Linked DNA regions of Ovis aries: region 1 is linked to region 2. The links are chromatin contacts, called in public Hi-C maps. All regions are on one chromosome and are shown on one strand. The core of a region is the stretch at or near the end of the contact, and the rest is flanking DNA. Distances in the headings are between cores, read along the strand shown.

Region 1 (4,341 bases), core at 1,368-3,867, 590 kb before region 2:
TTTGAAACATATATTACTCAGTTGAAAAAAACAATGCATGAAAGAAGCTGTAGGAAATAAAATGGATTAAATGAAATAACTGACTACTAATAATAAATTTACAGCTAACCAAAGTAAATAATTCATTTCCCTTCTAGCAATAGTCACCTTTATATATAAGTCTAGCAATGTCTCTGCAACATTTATCAGGCAAGAAAAATGTAAACTTTAAATCTGTGGAGAGTTTCAAATGACTCAGTGAAACCTGATGGAAAATCAATCACAAGAGTTTTCTAACTACTGATTAATACTGAACAAAATCCTAGGCCCAAAGAACTAGACTATTTGGTGAAAGAATGATAGCAGGGAGTTGATGAGAATTTTAAAGGTTTAGAATTGGTGGGGAGGGACTTCCCTGGTAGTCCAGTGGCTAAGACTCCATGCTCCCAATGCAAGGGGCCCAGGTTTGATTCATGGTCCATGTTGCCAGTGCTGGGGGCCCAGGTTCGATTCATGGTCAAGGAACTAGATATTACATGCCATAACTAGGAGTTCACATGGAGCAGCTAAAGATACTGCATGTTGCAACTAAGACCTGATGCATCCAAAGAAATAAATAGCTAAATATTTTTAAAAAAATTGGTGGGAAAAAAAGTGATTTTAAAAAATGGCTTAAAAATATCTCTGTAGGGGTTTACAAAGTGACTTAAGAACACAGATTCTGGAATAAACTGCTTGTTGACTCCCAGCTCAACCACTTAATCCCTGTGTGATTTTGGACAAGCTAATGGCTCTGTGCTTGAGTGAAGGAGTGGTGAATCCTAGGGTTATTATGAAGAGTAAATAACTGAAGGTAAAACATTTAGAGCGATTCCTAGGTGCCACAGGAGTAACAAATCTGCCTCCCAATACAGGAGATGCAAGAGACTGGGTTTGATTCCTAGGTGAGGAAGATCCTTTGGAGTAGAAAATGGCAACCCACCCTAGTATTCTTGCCTAGAGAATTCCATGGACGGAGGAGGCCAGGGGTCTACAGTCCATCTGATCGCAGAGTCAGATACAGCTGAGCAAGCAAGCAAGCACAGCAGAACATTGAGAACTGTGCCTAGCACATAAAAACTACCATATGCATTTTTTAAATGAAAACTGTGAATGTTAATCACATTCACATGTAACCAAAATACTTCTGGAATTTCTATTTTAGTAGGAACAATATTATAAGCATTAGGGGCAAAGTTTACTAAAAGAAAATAATCTTTTCTCCTCATTTTTTTTCTTCAGCCTCCTATCTTTAAAATGCTGTATTGGTTTCTCTTTATATTAAAACTAATTTTCCACTAAAAGTTTCCTTAAGAAGCAAATATGTTTCCTGGATATTTCCTTAAAAGTAACTTCCTCCTGTCTTATAATGCATATTCATAGCTGTTTTCCCACTCCCACTGACAGTTGATTTCAATGCTTTATTTCTTTCATAAGAAAACATGAGAAATAAGTATATAGGAAAATAAAAGGCACTTCTGTCATCTGAACAGTCATTCTCATTATCATAACACTTTTGGACTTGATTGGAAAAATACAAAAAGTTTCAATAAGTTTCAGGGAAACAATGAATATAACAAGGGTTTCAAATGTACCTTCTAGCCCTTTGGAGACATCACAATGGATCCATGGGAACACACCAGCTTCTCTGGAAAAAAGTTCTGCTGATGTACAACCCCAGGAACCCGCAGTTCAAGTTACCCCATCTGTCTGAAAGCAGAAATCCCTTTGTATTTGTCTTACTGCTCCCTCTGGTCACCAGGAATGCATTCTTATACTCTCTGCCTCAACTTTATTTCAGTACCTCGTTTCCTCTGGTTATGATGGTTTTTCACACTGCTCAAGAGTTCAATTCACACCTAACCATTGCTCCAGAGTAGAATTCACACCTAACCATAATGGAGGTCTTCGCTTCCTTTGCCCTTGTGACACGGAGGATGAAGCTTTCAAGACGATCTCTTGGCAATCATCTTCCGACCACTCCCTGCATGCGCCCCTCCGGGCGGGAGTAGGGGGCGCTTCTCCCTTCCCTAACCTAACCTCACTTGATGCGGAAATCCTGCCTCTTGTGAACGTGTCTTTGGATCTCGCTCTCTTGGTCTTGTTTTCTTCTGTTGTTTCTCATCTACGAGTTTGGCCTCTTCTCTGTAATTGCCACCTCCCCATTCTCCAACAGAATACATGTTTCCCCACTTGGAGTCAGAGTAATTGATACTTTAAGATCCGCCATGGGCTCCACTTCCCTTTTAAACACCATCCAGACTTGCTCGCCTAAAGGGTCTTTCCTGGGGGCTGCAGCAGCGTCTCTCCCTTCTCGCGTAGCAGATATCAAAGAAAGCGAGCCCAGGACGTGCCCATATATGAACCTGAAACAGAGCTACCTCGTTCGGAGTTGACGCTCTCGCCTCCCCCCTTCGGCGAGTTCACTGGCGGGCACAGCGCGAATACCAGCGACTCCCTTCTCTCTTCGCCTGACTTCCTTCTGGGAGCTCATAAACCCGCGGCAGTTCAATCACTCCGCAGCGAGCCCCGGCGCTCACTGGGCATGCTCAGTGGCCCGGCCCGGCTCCGGCGGCCAGAGGTTGTCTTGGACGCACCACTCGGGTCCTGATTCACCGAGCGCGGGCTGAGCACAGCGGCCCCTGAGCCCGGAGTGAGACGCGCCTTGCCGTCCCTGCCCGGGCGCCCGCCCCGTCAGAGAGCCGAAGTTCCGGACTCCAAGGAGCCCCCAACTTTGCGCCAAGTTCCGAGCTGCGGGGGGAGACATGCCCATGATGACCAGGGACGTTCTGCTAGAAATGGAGCTGGAGGAGGACGACGAAGAAGACGGGGATATCGGTGAGCGAGGGGTTTCCGGGGGCCGGGGCGGGGAGCGGTGTGGCGCGGGGCCGGGCGCCCGGCCCCGAAATCCTCAGCCCACGCAGGAAGGACTCGGGGACTGCGCGTGGGCGCCGCACCCTTCTCGGCGAGGGAGGTTGTTGGGACCCGCGGCAGGTCGCGGGCAGAGGAACCGGGAGAAGGAAGCCCGCGCCGCCCGCCGGCGGCCGCAATGCGGTCGCTTCCAGCCGCTGACCTGCCGTCTCCCGGCTCAGCTCGCGGCGGGCGGGCGAGCGGGTGGCCCCGGGGAAGGCCGGGGAGGCGCGGGTCAGTGTCGGGACGGGCGAGGGACGAGGGCCCTGATCGGGCATCGTAGATTCGGGGAAGCCCCCGCTCGCAGGAAGTCTTGACTTTGGACAACAACTTTGGGTTATTTTCTCCGGCTGGAATTGGAGCTGGGGATTCCGGGGAGCCAGCGCGGGCTGCGAGCCCGAGGGCGGGGTTCAAGGAGCGCGCCCTGGTAAGGAGAGAAGGGGTGTGACTCGCCTGAAGCCACCTCTAGGTGAAAGCAGACGCGCGGCCCTCGTACGGTGGGCTGGGGCTGGGTGGGGCTGGGTGGGGCGGCCCGGGACTGATTTGAGTCCGCTGGGCGTGGGCCGGGATCCTTTTTCCGCGGCGCGGGCGGGGGAAGTGATGCAGTGGAGGAAGCCCTGAGGCAGGGTGGACCGCTGGGCATTTCCTACTCGTCCAGGGGTCCCCGGAGCTCAAGGGGAAGCCCTGCGTGCTCTATTTCTGGTTAAAAATTCTGTAGAAGTGGTGCACGGAGAGGGAGAGCTGTTTAAGAGTTAACCGAAAGGGGTGGGAGGAAGTGAGGAAGGGGATAGCAGTTGGAGGAGTGGAGAGAAAGGTCCCTAAAGAGAGCACTGTCAGCTAATGAAGACAGATAGAGCGCATCCGGAAGACTGGCAATTAAATTACCAGGCCGACTCCGACTCAGTTTCCTGGACGCCAAATCAGTTTCAATAACGTAACAGTTCCTGCTTACGTACTAACACTCTTCTCTAACATATTCTAATATATTCTTCTGTAATAACTTTAGTAGTAACTTTAGGAGTTAGGTGTGGTTTTTCGTTCACATTTGGGTACTGCTCATGTATTTATTTTTCTGTTGTTTTCAACTCTCTTGAGATATAATTGACATTTAACAGTGTAAGTTTAACGTAAAACATGTTTGACAATTTATATATTGCAAAATGATCACCACCAGACAGCTAACCCCTCCAGCATGTCACTTAATTACCATGTCTTTTTTTGTGTGTGGTGAGAACATTTAAGATCTAACCTCAAAAGATACAGTGTTATTAACTCTAAGCACTATGCTTAGATACCTGGAACTTACTCATTTTATAATTGGAAGTGTACCCTTGACTAATATCTCCCCACTCACCCCCTCATTTTAGTGTTTCTGTGAGTTCACCTTTTAAAAATATTTCACATGTAAGTTAC
Region 2 (4,361 bases), core at 1,691-4,190:
TCTGTCTTCTTTGACTAGAGCATATCTAAAGTGCTATGAATTTAAATTCTATCCATCAGATACTCTTTAGGACTCCATTTTGAGGATGACAGCGTCTTCTGCAGAAAAATAATCCTTTCTTTTCCTCAGAATCGATATGTCCCGTTACATATCACATTTTAAATGTTAAAAAAAAGGGGTGGGGGCATTAAAACGTTAGGATCACACTCCAGGTGTTTAGCCTTTGCTATCTGTACTGCAAAGCAAAACACACTGTTGTATACACACAAACACACACAAACAGCAAGCAGTCAGTGGCTTAGAAGTGGCCACCTCCCCGTTAAAAACAAAACCAGAAAATGTCACCCCTCCATCCTGCCCTTCAAATTCGAAATAAGACAGCCAGGTTCGCCCACTGCAGTGGGATACTAGAAAAAACGTTCTAACGTTTAACCTAAAACACGGTTAAAACATACAACCCTAGGTCCAGACGACTTAAATTTCAGTGTACGTGCCTTCGTTCCCACTCCTGCCCCGGTAGCATCATTCAGGGCCCGGGTCCCGACGGCGACCACCCGGCGCGCCGAGGCTGCCGGCATCCGCGAGGACCGCCGACTCCGGGCAACCCGGCTCCTGGCCGCCTGACGGAGCAGGAGCGTCCGCGGCTCCCGGAGCTCACGACTCTGGCAAGGGATCCCGGTGGGGCTGCGGACTCTGGCATTTAAAAACTACTGAAAAGTCTCGCTGTTGAAGTGACTCGGCGGAGGCCGCTGCCACTTGGCGTCGCCGGGTCCCAGTCCTTTCTGAGCCGTCCGGGGGCCCCAGGCGACCCTCCGCGAGACCGCGGTCAGCTCCCGGGAGCGGGGAAGAGCAACCAAAGCCACAAGACGCCGCGGCAAGTTCCCGGAGCAGTCAGCTGCAGCTTTCCCTTCTCTCTTCAGTTACAAGTACCCCGGCAGCTTCGGGCGCTTCCTTAGAGAAAATGAAAAAAGTGAAAAAGCGTGGAGGTGCTAGAAGTCGCTGACATTTTCCGTCGAAGCAGATCCTCTCGGCTCCATCCCTTAAGCAGGATTTCCAAACTCAGATGTATCCTTAGCGGAGGTATTCCATGTTGACAGATCTCTCGCCTCCCACAAAATGGGGCCGAGGAGGCGGCCGCTGTCTCCTCTATGGGCGCCGCCATTTTGTGAGGCGGCGGCGCGGCGGCAGGAGCCCCGGGTGTGTGTAATGGTTGAATAGAATGACCCCCTCTAGGGAATCCCCGGCGCTGACAGTTACGTAAGGGGCTGTGCGCAAGTGCGGCGTTTAGGGAATCCGCACAGCTCGGGACTCGCAGCTCTGCGGCCCATATCTCCACCACCCCTAAGAGGACTGGTGGGGGAAGGGACGGATGACCTGGTCTCCCTTCTGCCCCGCCCCCCCTCGCCTCCAGCCTGGGCTTCGCTGCTCCACTCCCCCGGCCTCGTCTCCGCCCCTCACTGGCTTCCGAGACACTTACTGGCCCTTGGGTGTCAGGAACTGCCTAGCCATAGCCTTATTCCAACCCCGTTTAAGAGGCAAACTTTACTTGAGAAATAATCCGTTTCCTAGAGTGAGCACCGGAAGCGTGGCTGGACTATATTACATAATTCTTTTCACTACCAAATAAATGTTCTCATTGGAATCACTACCTGAGATAACCCATCCAACCCTTTACTAGAATGTGACCTTGGGTGTCGGTGACTTTGCCTGTAGTGGCCATCGCGGAAATGGGAATAATAATATGCTTCACAATTCTTGAAGCTTAATTAACATTTGCAGCAAACGGCTGACCCCAACACCCCTTGTAGATATAAACTTGTGGTAGTATTTGTTGAGATGTTACGTCTCCCATTTGAACAGCCTCTTATTTTGAGCTTCAAAAATATTTTAAACCGGGATCGTATTAAGACATTTGAGAAAAAGCAAAAACATAAGATTTTATTCAATATGTTTTAAGCAAACTATAACAGACCTTAATATAAAAATATAAACGTTAATTATTATCGCCCAAGTTCAAAAGATTGCTTCCCAATCAGTTTAATTACTGTTTGCATAACTGCACAGAATAATCTAGTTTGAGAAATGAAACCAACAAAAGTCAAGATGAATTAAGAGCATGATTCCATTTCCACAGAACTAGGACAGACAGTTCACATTGTATTTAATTTACAGTTTGCTAAAGTTAGTTTGTGGGTAAGTCATGGAAAATGTGCTAACCAGGCCCCCCCTTACTATCGCCACAAAGCTCAGAAAAGCCGATTCTTTTAGACCTTATAAAAAAAAAGGTGACAGGTTGACTTTATTCCTATCAGTGAATGAAGCTAGCGTGAGGAGCTTCCCCTCTGGGCTTCCTTTCCCTCCCGAGCTCTACACCAGTTCTGTCGGACAGGCGGGGACTCCAAGGCAGCCCTTCCAACTGCCGGGCCGGGGACGCGAACATCGCCTCCACCCCTAACCCTGGAACAACCGGTAGTGGCCGTTTCCCCGCGCCTCCCCCCTTTCCGCCGGCTTTGTGTGCGTGTGAAATGTGCGGCACATTGCAGATGAACCCTAAGCCCGGCGAGCCGAGTCTATTGTTCCCCGCGAGGAGCTGCCGGGGCGGTGTGGAGTCAGGCGCAGTGCCGCGGCCGGCCCTCGGGGGTCGCTGTGCGGCTCTGGCTGCCCGGCCGTGGCGGCGACGCTGGAGGCGGCAGAGAGGGAGGCTGGCGGGGAGGGAAGCGGGCGGGCGGCGCGCAGCGGCTCGGCTGCCGCCGGTGCCTTCTGCCCGGGGACGCCCCGGCCGCGAGGCCGCGCGTGAATGTGTGCGAGGGCCCCGCGGAGCTGCGGCCGGAATACACGCTGTCACCCCGCTTTCCACAAACCACCACACAGACCTCCCCCTCCCCACCCCCAGCCCCGCCTGCCCCAGCCCCGCCGCCGCCGCCGCCGCCGCGGCCGCCGAAACTCCCGGGCCTCCGGCCACCCCGGCCCCTCACCGTCGGCTCGCCTTTCCCCTCGCCCGCTCGCGCGCCCCCGGCAGCAGCACCATGTTGAATCGCGTCCCCGGGCCGAGCCGCCTGAGCCGGCGGCGCTGAGAGGCGGGCGAGAGCCGGGCCGCGGGAGGGAGGGAAGGAAGGGGTGGGGGCCGCGCTCGCCCCGCGGCTTCGCGCGGATCCGGCAGTCGCCTGCCCCTCTAGTTTCGCTCCGATTTCTTTAAACTTTTTTAGAAATTCCCCTCCCTCCTTCCCTCCTCTCCCCCTGGCCTCCTGCTCCCTCCTTCCCCTCCTCCTCCTCCTCCTCCCCCTCCCTCCCTCCCTCCCTGCGCCGCCGCCGCCGCCGCCGCCGCCGCCGCCACCGCCGGCCCATGACTGAGCCCCGCCGCCGCCGGCCGAGGAATGGGCTCTGGGCTCTGGTAGGAAGCGCTGGGAGCGGGGGGCGCTTTTAAAACACCGATCTGGGTTTTTTTAAAACCTCCTTTGAAAAAATAATGGCAAACTCGACGGGGAAGGCGCCTCCGGACGAGCGGAGAAAGGGACTCGCTTTCCTGGACGAGCTGCGGCAGTTCCACCACAGCAGAGGGTGAGAGCAGAACCGGGGGGGCAGCGCCGGGGCGAGCCGGGGCGAACGGGGCTCTCCCGCTCGGGCCGCCGCGGGGTCCCGGCTGACAAGTGCGGGGCTTTCTCTCTCCCGCAGGTCGCCTTTTAAAAAAATCCCTGCGGTGGGTGGGAAGGAGCTGGATCTTCACGGTCTCTACACCAGAGTCACTACTTTAGGCGGATTCGCGAAGGTGAGTGGAAGTTTTAATTTGTATTTCCCTCTCGCTGGCCTCCTCCAAAAAGTCTCCTTTGACCCCGGAGTGGGCGCTCGGGGCCGGGGGGGTGGCCTGCGGGGGCCAGAGGCGTTCTTTTCGCTCCCAGCCGGTGGCACGGAGGCGGACGGCGGCGGGGCTGTTTTTGGCCTGGTGGCTCGCGTGCGCGCGGCGGGCGCGGGGCTCGGCGGGCGGGCGGCCCGGCGCCGGCTCGCGCCCTGCCCGGTGCCCGGCCGGCCCGGCGGGGTCTGAGCGCCGCGGCGGGGAGTGCGGGCGTGCGGGGCGCCCGCCCGAGCCCCGCGCCCGCCCCGCGCCCGCCCGCCCGCTCGCTCGCGAGTCAGCTCTGCCGCCGCTGCCGCTCTAGCACAGGCGGAGACACAGAGACACACAGACTCTGAGAGCAGTTTTCGTGCAACTCAAAATTAGCGCGGGCAGGTTTAACATCGATAATCGGCTGCGAAATGATCCCGGCAGCCGGGGGCACAGCCTCGGCCCCGTCGCCCTCGGTTTATACAGCTAACAAAAGAAACCAGGACCTGTCTCCAAATAGCCATCTTAGGCTTCAAGGCTAGGC

The links. A called contact is a pair of places that touch in the nucleus more often than the background predicts.
Region 1: a Hi-C map of omental adipose tissue shows a contact between it and region 2, with 2.6 times the contacts expected there. The contact joins the promoter of ANO6 here to the promoter of ARID2 in region 2. A contact is called at or near these places in 2 of 16 Hi-C or Micro-C datasets (omental adipose tissue and skin fibroblasts).

Annotation. Positions count from the first base shown.
Region 1 is chr3:141,383,777-141,388,117 of ARS-UI_Ramb_v3.0, reverse strand. ANO6 (anoctamin 6) reads left to right here and starts at 2,617. Exons shown (of 20, transcript XM_042246830.2): 1 at 2,617-2,856. The coding sequence starts at 2,784. It overlaps LOC132659442 (a long non-coding RNA gene), which reads right to left and starts at 2,502. Exons shown (of 2, transcript XR_009599919.1): 1 at 1,614-2,502.
Region 2 is chr3:140,792,684-140,797,044 of ARS-UI_Ramb_v3.0, reverse strand. ARID2 (AT-rich interaction domain 2) reads left to right here and starts at 2,940. Exons shown (of 21, transcript XM_004006425.6): 1 at 2,940-3,558; 2 at 3,673-3,766. The coding sequence starts at 3,467.